Linked DNA regions of Gossypium hirsutum: region 1 is linked to region 2. Evidence: chromatin contacts called from public Hi-C data. All regions are on one chromosome and are shown on one strand. Each heading gives the region's core, a stretch centred on a gene start, on an enhancer-like site or on the middle of the called end of the contact. The rest is flanking DNA. Distances are from core to core; before and after follow the strand shown.

Evidence for each region. Hi-C and Micro-C count contacts between places; a contact is called where the count stands out from the background.
Region 1: a Hi-C map of leaf shows a contact between it and region 2, with 2.7 times the contacts expected there. The contact joins the promoter of LOC107948222 here to the promoter of LOC107910298 in region 2. A contact is called at or near these places in 8 of 34 Hi-C or Micro-C datasets (callus, hypocotyl, leaf and 1 more).

The regions. Positions count from the first base shown.
Region 1 is chrD02:24,803,574-24,808,361 of Gossypium_hirsutum_v2.1, forward strand. It overlaps LOC107948222 (histone-lysine N-methyltransferase ATXR7), which reads right to left and starts at 3,012. Exons shown (of 20, transcript XM_041088689.1): 1 at 2,593-3,012; 2 at 2,283-2,397; 3 at 1,745-2,204; 4 at 1,548-1,664; 5 at 1,066-1,362; 6 at 636-980; 7 at 182-556; 8 at 1-14. The coding sequence starts at 2,596.
Region 2 is chrD02:24,526,560-24,531,037 of Gossypium_hirsutum_v2.1, forward strand. LOC107910298 reads right to left here and starts at 2,115. Exons shown (of 5, transcript XM_016838105.2): 1 at 1,814-2,115; 2 at 835-958; 3 at 351-447; 4 at 1-74. The coding sequence starts at 1,877.

The sequences.
Region 1 (4,788 bases), core at 1,762-4,261, 280 kb after region 2:
ACTGTGTCTTGCAGCTGTAAAAGAAAAATAATTGTTTAAATTTAAGAAAGATATGATCCTCATGTGCTATGCATAAGCACATATTGAGCTATAATGGGAAAGAGCTAACCTAGTCTCGCTAGAACAGCGTTTAAAGTATATTGAAATAAAATGAAGAACTAACAGGATATACTTTTAGTACCTCTTTCAATTCATCATCTACTGACAAACAGACTGATTTCTCTGCTGCCTCTTCATCAGGAGTTTCATTCAATTTTTGATCATTTTCCAGATCAATCACTATTTTGGCTTCACTTTTAACAAGACCGTCAAGATAATCGGCCATAAACACCATCACAGAAGAATGGAGCTCATTTTCAACACCTTCCAGAATACATTGTATTCCACCATAAAGGCCACTATGGTGCAATGGACTGTTCTGTTTGGATAAAATTTCCTGCACCGCAGATTGAGATATATATGTCTCTTCTGCCTGGTTACCTACAGAAACTGTTGCTAGTTCATAACCAGGTGGACTCTCAATATCATAAGCCATCAATTCCATCCTAGAGAAGAGCTATAAAACCATAAAACATTAGATTCAAGGTCATTACATACTGTTTACACACATAGAGTTTAACATAGACTTTACTTACAGTTGTAGCTTTTATATTTTCAGTCTCCTTGCCATGACCAATGGAGCCACTAGCAGATGCCAGAACATTAGGCTGACCATACCAAAGTTTTCCTTTTCTCCACGAAGACAAATATTCAACCATACTATCATAAAAGACAGCATTCCACGTAACTTGCATGCAATACTCAAAAAGCATCTTACAAACAACTGTATAAGAACCCCAAAAGTTTTCAAGGCTTCCAACAGATTTTAGACTTGCATCAAAATGTGTAGATTCTTGGATGGAAAAATTAGATACACCATCGGAGGTCGCTGTGCCAAACTTGGAAGTACAATGTATACTTCTTTCCATGGTATTTTTAATCTGTATGGCAAAGGAGCTTCAGATTTTAAGAAAAATAAACATAAGTTTTTTCTTTCTTTTTTTTTTGAGTGATTGCATACATTACCAGTTTCCCATCAGAACTTTTAGCATCCTGGTTGTATGATTCAACCATTAGAGGTCTCTGAGATTTTTTTGCAGCAACAAACTCTGAGATCATAGTGCTGATTATTTCATCTAGCATAACCCTACGAGCTGCTTTCATAATTCGAGAATGCAGATCAGAAGAAACTTCTTCAGAAATTGCCGATATGAAGTTCACTGATAACTCCTGTTCATTTTCAGCAACACACTGACCACCTTTCCAAGCATTTAAAACAGACAGCAATTGGGTGGGGCGAAACCTGTCATCAGCATGATAAATCTGCAAGACAATAAATTAAAAGAAAAGGATATAAGAAGCAAGACTCAGTAAAGCTTAGATACATCATGCCAGCCACAATACCTACACAAGTTTCGAAAGAGTTCATAGGACCCTACAGTTGATACAAATGAACAGTTCCTGCAGTGATGAATCATGACTTGAGAATTTCAAGGCTTACGGCTTACCATAATGGAATCTGCAAGATACCCACAGCGATGCCAGGAATACAATTGTAAAAGAGAATGGGGCCCATGTTTCCTACTCTCATCATCTTCAAACAACCAACATTCATCTTCACCTGACTGGAACAAAAAAGGTGAAAATCATCCAAAGGCACCTTAGGAGAAAAAGGGGAAACCAGAGGGGGGGGGGACAATAATACCTGCAATACAAAGCTAAATGCTTCGGAACTTACATTGCAGTTGAATTGAGAAGGCGAAGGGGAAGGAGTGTGTTGGACATTTGTAAATGAAGATTTTAAATAATTGGAAGCTGTGGGTGAAGTGAGATATATAAACCCAGTAGCAACATGATCAGGGAACTGCCTAAAGTACTTTAGGGGAACAGGATTGATCAAAGCCCCATTGACTACAGGATAAACAGGGAGCTCATCCGGCAGGAAACCAGTAGACAAGCCTTCGTATAACTGCTGCTGGATATAAGGACCACACATCTGGCCGTGTTCATTGACATACATCCATCCACTCACATACGAAGAAGATGATGGCGCATAGCTAGAGTAACTCTTGTCGCATGAAGATCCACCGCCGTTACAAGATTGAGAAATACCACTGCTATTTCCATTAGACTGGCAACTCATCTCCGTTGCAGATTGTTCGTCACTGTCAAATCATGAATACGATTAAAAAAATGTAAATAAGAGCGTCATCAACCAAAAAACCGTATATTAATAATTATACCCGCGATTTGAAGATGCAAAATCAGCAGAGAGATCCGAAACTTTAAGGCGCTTTCTGGAAAAATTAGGGTGATCATATTCGTCAATAGGGGATGTTGAGGAAACCATGGGCAGACCTGAATCAAAATTCAAATCTAACTAACCTCAATTCTCATAAATGTATTATTACCTAATAAAAAAAGAAAACTGATCTAATTATGTTGCATCTGCGAATAGTAGCGCCCAAATTTCCAAGATGAAAGAAAAAGGCATATATCATAGTAATCTATTATCCGTACACATACATACACAGTTGAAACTCTATTGCATACCCATCCAATCCAATCCAATGCAATGCAATCCAATCCTCACGGTAATCTGCAAAACTCTGCCGGTAGTTGGTTCCAAATCCAATAGAGTAGTACGGATTTCGATAGAAAGAAATTTTCCCAATTAGGGGAAACCACCGGCTCTTGTATTCACGACTAATTTGGCCTCTTCCTATTGTAGTTTCTTTTTTCTTTCTTTTCTGGGGTTTACAAAATTACAAAGTAGACGAAAGCAAAATTAAGTTCACCTCTCTCCCTCCCTCCCTCTACCTCCCTCTACCTCCCTCTCTCTCTCTCTCTCTCTCTCTCTCTCTCTCTCTCATAAGTGAGTCTCACTTCTGACTCGCTCCGCTCCTTGAGCTTTTTTGTATTTATTGTTCTTCATATATGGCAGTGGCATTCGCAATCGTGTGAGATGCCGGCTGCTATTTCCCTATTTTAATTTCAAGCCATTTTTCTTCGTCTTTTATTCTTGGGTTTATTTCAGGCCTCTCCCTCTCATTTATTGGGCTCGCTTTTGGCCGATGAATGGATATATGAACTTTGAAGCAATACGATTACATCAAAAGTCAATAATCCACGCAATTATGGAGTTGAAATTATTAAAAGAAATAGTTACAAATCTCAAAAATAAAATTTAAAATAAATATGGAAGTACTGATCAAGCGAAATATTTGTGAAGTTGTGAATTTCCCTTCAACGTTCTGGTTTATTTATAGTTAAAAGGAGTATGTGAGGAGTTATAGGGAAATTTAATGAATGGTAGGGAACCATTGAAGTCCATCAATGTATGAAGGGAGAATCCTTTAATATTGCCAAAGTGGGAATAGTTGCCAAGTGTTACCCATCAGGCTGTAGCCCTCATAAAGGTAGAGCTAGCCCTAGTTCTACTCAATTATAGCCCTTTTCGAGTAAGGCTGATAAGTTTTTGTTATCATTAGAGTAGAGCTCTTGTGTAACACTCTAACTCATATCCGTCGCCGAAACAGGGTTACAGAGCATTACCGGAGTTTATGGAATAATTACAGTAAATTAATGTTACTTACTATTCATACCCAAAACCAAACATTTTCAATCATATCGTCCCTTGAATGGGCCCTCGAGGCCCAAAATGTGCGTTAAAATCAAGTTGGGACTAAACCGGGAACTCATAAAATTTTTCGTGAAATTTTAAAATTTTTCTTAGGTGCAGGGGACACACGCCCGTGTGGCCAGGCCGTGTGGCTCACACGGCCAAGTGACACGCCCATGTCCTAGGCCGTGTGTGCATTCGATGTGAGACACACGACCATGTCCCAGCCCATGTCGATACCCGTGTAACTCTTTAATTTGGGTGACACAGCCAACCACACACCCGTGTGCTAGGCCGTGTGGACAATTAATTTTCAAAAATTAAATGCAGGGGACACACGGCTAAACCACACGTCCGTGCGCATGGTCATGTGTCACACACGACTGAGACACTCGTCCATGTCTCTGCCCGTGTGGACAAAAAATAGGTCATTTTCAGGCCACTTTTCTCACCCAATTTGCCTTTCACCTACAGCATCATCTAAACAATTCACAAGCCAATTCATAACCCTCAAATTAATGTCAATACCAAGTTTTATACATGACATATTATGTGCAAGTGTTTAAACTTACCAAAAACACATTTATGCTTATAAGCATACTTTATCAATTATGCTAATTCAAAACCATTCATCAATAGGTTTGTATGCTCCCCATCATCTCACCATTTTATCACACATCAAACTTGATAAAGCTTTATATAATTTCATCAAAATATGTCTTACACTAGCCATTCCAATGGCTAGTTACAACCAAAATATTTCATCATTATGCCTAACTTAGCTTATACATGCCATTATACCAAAAGTTAGCTTACTTTATATACCAAGAAGTCCAAGGGATAGTGTGATGTGTCTCCGACCAAGTTCTAACCTCCATGAGCTTCCGAGTACTATAAAACAAAGAAAAGAAAAACCGAGTAAGCATTTAATACTTAGTAAGTTCGTATAACTGGAAATTTAACTTACCATTCATTTTCACTAAAGTAAACATACAAAATGCATCCAAGAAATTTGGCTGATAGCCTAAACACCCAACTTTATCAAACATGTTAGTCATTGTAATTCACACAATTGTCAAGAAATATGGATGAGCTCATCATATAATAACTTTCATATCCATATACTT
Region 2 (4,478 bases), core at 865-3,364:
TCTTCATCATATATGAATTTAGGTAGTCTCTTCATTAGATCCTTTCTATCAGCTCCAGCTACTGCCTTGCTGATCTATTGAAGAATAACAAGAAAACCCAAATTCAACATCATATAAGCCATGACAATAAATAGTGCAGGTTATACAAAAAGCCAAACACAAATAATAGTTCCCAGAGTTCTGCAGGTCTGAATCATCTAAACAGAAAAATCAGAAACTATAAAATCAGAACGAATTGATGAATCAATGGAGATGTTTTATTTTACTTGAACAGATAACAAATATGCATAATGGAGAAACAAGGAGATATTTTAGTGCAATTTTGCATCCATTTGCAATGCTAATATCACCTGGGGAGCAAATACACATCCAAGTGCACCAACCACAAGTCCTCCCAAAATAAAACCTCCAACAAAGATGCTTGCACTGCTTGGTCTTTCACCATCACTAAGGACACAAGAAGAGAAAGACTCCCACTGAGTATTTCTATAATATTAATGCCCACAACAGAACATCTAAAAACAACATAATACAAACTTAAGGTATGTTACTCAAGACTTAGATATGAATGTCGGTTACATGTATATGTTCGACATGGGTATATTCAAAATTTTCTAAGTTTTTTCCATACATTTGGATGGTCTTTGGAGTGTCATCTCTCCATATCCAATCCAAATGTGTCTGAAACATACACTTGAAGAAAAATAAAAAGTTGGATCAACATAGAACCTAAGTATTTAGTTGATAATGCTTTCATTAGTAGGTGCCAGTTACAGGACTACTTGTACGTACTATTATGCATTCTTGTGCTCCGAACGTGATCAGTGATGATACCTGTAGGAAGCTTGAACTGTTACTACTGGCCTTCTAGAGGAAGAAAGATGCAGTTTTCCTAAGCCATTACAATTGAATGACAAGTTTGTGGGACTAGCACCCCCTGCTGTCTTTAAATGTGAGCCTAAACACACACACACAAAAAAAGTAAGGAACAAAACAATGATACAGCTTTGGTGTAGACATACAATAGAAAATAGAATTAATATTAGTTTAGTTTTGCGTTTGTATAAAGAGCAAAGACAACCAATTTTCTGATTTCAAAGAACGGACATGAACATGATGACGATAATGATGGTATGATCTAAAAATCTGAATCAACACTAAAACCCTGATTCTTGTTGTAAAAGATCTGAACGGCTGAACTAAAATAAACAAACAATCATGAGCATCATGTCAAACAATCAATTCCAACCAAGCTATTACCTTTAGCGAATCCAATCGTTATCTTTTCATCTTTAGCTTACAGCATTTGCAGTCGGTTATTTCCCCAGGGTTTAAGGGTACACCAAGTCAAATATTTTATAAGTATGCTAACAAATTTAAAGAACGAATAAGGCCTATTGTAATTATTCTACTACCCTCCCACAGCTTCAATATTGAAAATTTAATCAAAGTCCACAGATACAACGAAGATGGATCATATTCCTTCAATTTTTTTTTCTGCATCACTATCTTATTTCACTGAATAAAAAAAAAACAAGTACAGTTTAGGGCAATCAAAATTAAGCAGGGTCTTGAACCCAAAAAAATCATGGAAATGACTAGTGTAGAACTAAATGCAGCTAAAAGTTTTCAGCTACTGCAATAAATCCGACGGCCTAAGCAAGAAAGAAGAGGAGAGTATTAATTTATTATGCATTAGAACTTAGAATTTGAATCATATTCCATTTAAAATAAAGTTGATTAGAACGAATGAACAGAAAAAACAAGATTAGAAGAAAAAAAGAACAGAGATGAAGAAAAGGAATTATATTACCAGAAGAAGATAATTGGAATGGAAGACTTGTGGGTAAAACCAAAGAATTAGAGAGGATAGTCATAATGTAAGAGAGAGAGAGAGAGAGAGAAAGAAATGCAAAGGAAAGGAAGCAGGTGAGAATTGAAAGCAGGGAAGTTGATTTTGACTTTGAGAAGCCCTGTGGTGGAAGTTGTTGGGCCAGGCCTAACTTCTTCTATGGCGCCCGTTGTTTACTTATATTTCTGAAATATAGATATTTATCAGTTCTGGGACATCATGAGGGTTTCTGTGCTGGTTCAGAATTTGTAGTCCAATACTCCAATTCTGTCATGCAGTGCTACAAGTTATTTTAATATTAATTTATTTAATATATTTAATCGAAAGAATTATAAATTTAATTTAAAATATTTTAAAAAATTATAAATATTATTATAATAATATTTTATTTTTTATTTTTATATAAATTAAAAATATTTTAAAACACTAAAAAATAATCGAGGTCCAAGAATCAAACTGGAATTGACGAAAATTTGTACATTTATTATTAAGATTTTTATAAATATATTTTTACATAAAAGATTTTACTTTTACACACGTGAGTGTGATATAATCCAACGTTCTAAAATTAAATTAATTCAACCAAAATATTATACAACTCCCATTGTATGCTTGGAAATTGGTTTTAACCGAGCAAAGTGAATGGCTTTGGGCAGAGAATCCACTTAAAATTGTTAAATCAACCTAAACAATCGATAGTGTGCCAACTTGACATATTTATGTGCTTTATTCAATTTGGCGTTGTGCCTTTCTACCGTTTTCTTTTCTTTTTCTATTTTATTTTTTTAGCTTTATTCAATTATATTTCCTTTGTTATTTTCTTTTATTATGAGCAACTAAATCAATTTCTAACCAAAGGTAAACCAAAATTCGATATTTGAATTGTGAGATCCGAAATCGTATTTAACCCTTCTCGTTAAGGTATTTGCTTTTTCTCCAGGTCAAGAGATAGATAGGATCGTCTCATAGTATTGTTTTTAGCTCCATGTCAAGAAGGATCCTTTATACAGTGCTGGGAACAATACACAATTGGTACAACTAATTTGGTGCTGAATTACTTTACCGATGAACAAATTGGTGTGGTTCAATTGGTAGTGCAGTTGGGTGACGTCGTGGGATTAAGTGATCTAATCTAAATGATCCACGCAGTTGAGATTGTTAACAAGAGTATGATTCTTCTAGTTTGCAAGGCTGCTGACGGATTAAGTCGTGGAAGCGTCTTTTGGGGTTATTCATTCGATAAGGGTTAATCGTTGGGTGGTTCCCACGATTATTTACGATTAAGGAAGAATTGGTTGTTGAAGCGTCCTTAATCACTATATATGTAACTGCCCGCCCAATGAAGTTCTAGTATTCGGTTACTGTTTATCGAGATATGGTCTTTAAAGTAAATTTTGAATAAGGTATTAGTTTTGACTAAGTATAAGACTCTATGAATACGCTAACTGGGGAATCTTGTGTTTGGCGAGCTCAGTAGTTTGGTCTGTAGAGTATACACCACCCTAGTTGTTTAGGCGTTTAAGTTAAGTTCGTAATTTGATAGAATTAGTTATTATTTTTGGGTGGGACGATTTAGTTAGTCTAAGGAGAACTGGTTAGAATGGAACTAAATTACTATAGTTGATAAGACTAAAATTATGGTAAGAGTACTTAGTCACGGTTATCGAGGGAGGGTTAGTGGGATAATTTGACTTTTTCTCTAAACCTTACTTTCGTGTTTAGTTGTATAAAGTTAGTAGTGACTTCTTGGGCAAGTTTTATGTCTTCTTCGCATTCATTTTCCTTTTAGATTTTTCTCTACTCTCACTTCTTCTGAAACTTAAGACCAGAAACCTGCTTAAAGTTGGGTTTGCTGTATTTAGCTAACTCATTCGTTTATTTTAGCACTCTGGAAACTATCGGTGAACTCTAGGTTATTTATTGGTTATTTACGTGATCTTAGCAATGCATGCTTTAGTGTTAAATTTGTATGTAAGGAAGGAAAATTCCTGAATCTGGGTTTTATGATGGTTTTTCTTGCAAGCATATTTAATTTATGGTATAGTGATCTGATAAGTTTAACTATCTATATTGTAGCTCAAGACACTCTTGAAGGTTCTCGTGATAAGGGCAAAGGTCCTGCTGTTTAGACTTATTGCACTTTCTGGTAAGTTCCATCTTACTTCTATGTGTGTATTGTCTTTGTTAATATTTTGCTTAAGGTAAGTATTCATACCCTGAAAGATGAAATGTCTGTATATGAATGATGGTTTTTCGGAGTTGTTAGTCTGATTTTGGCGTATCTGTGTTAAAGAGTATGAACTATTCTTCATCTTTAAACCACTACCTTTTACTCTAGCAAGAACGATATAAACTGAATCATGGAAATGATGGTTAAGGAAAATATATTCATGGCATTGCCTTCAATGGATTGTACATTGAACTAGCAGATCATGATACATGAAAAATGTTGTGTAGCCTCTAGCAGGGCAATTATACGTTGCAAACCAAATTGTCAAATCACAACAAAAGACATAAATGATATGGCTTTGACTAAAGGATCCGAGTACATGGTTAACATGAAAAAAGTTTGTCTAAATGGTGTCATGGGTGTACCATATACGCCAAAGGAAAGGTATGCGTATAG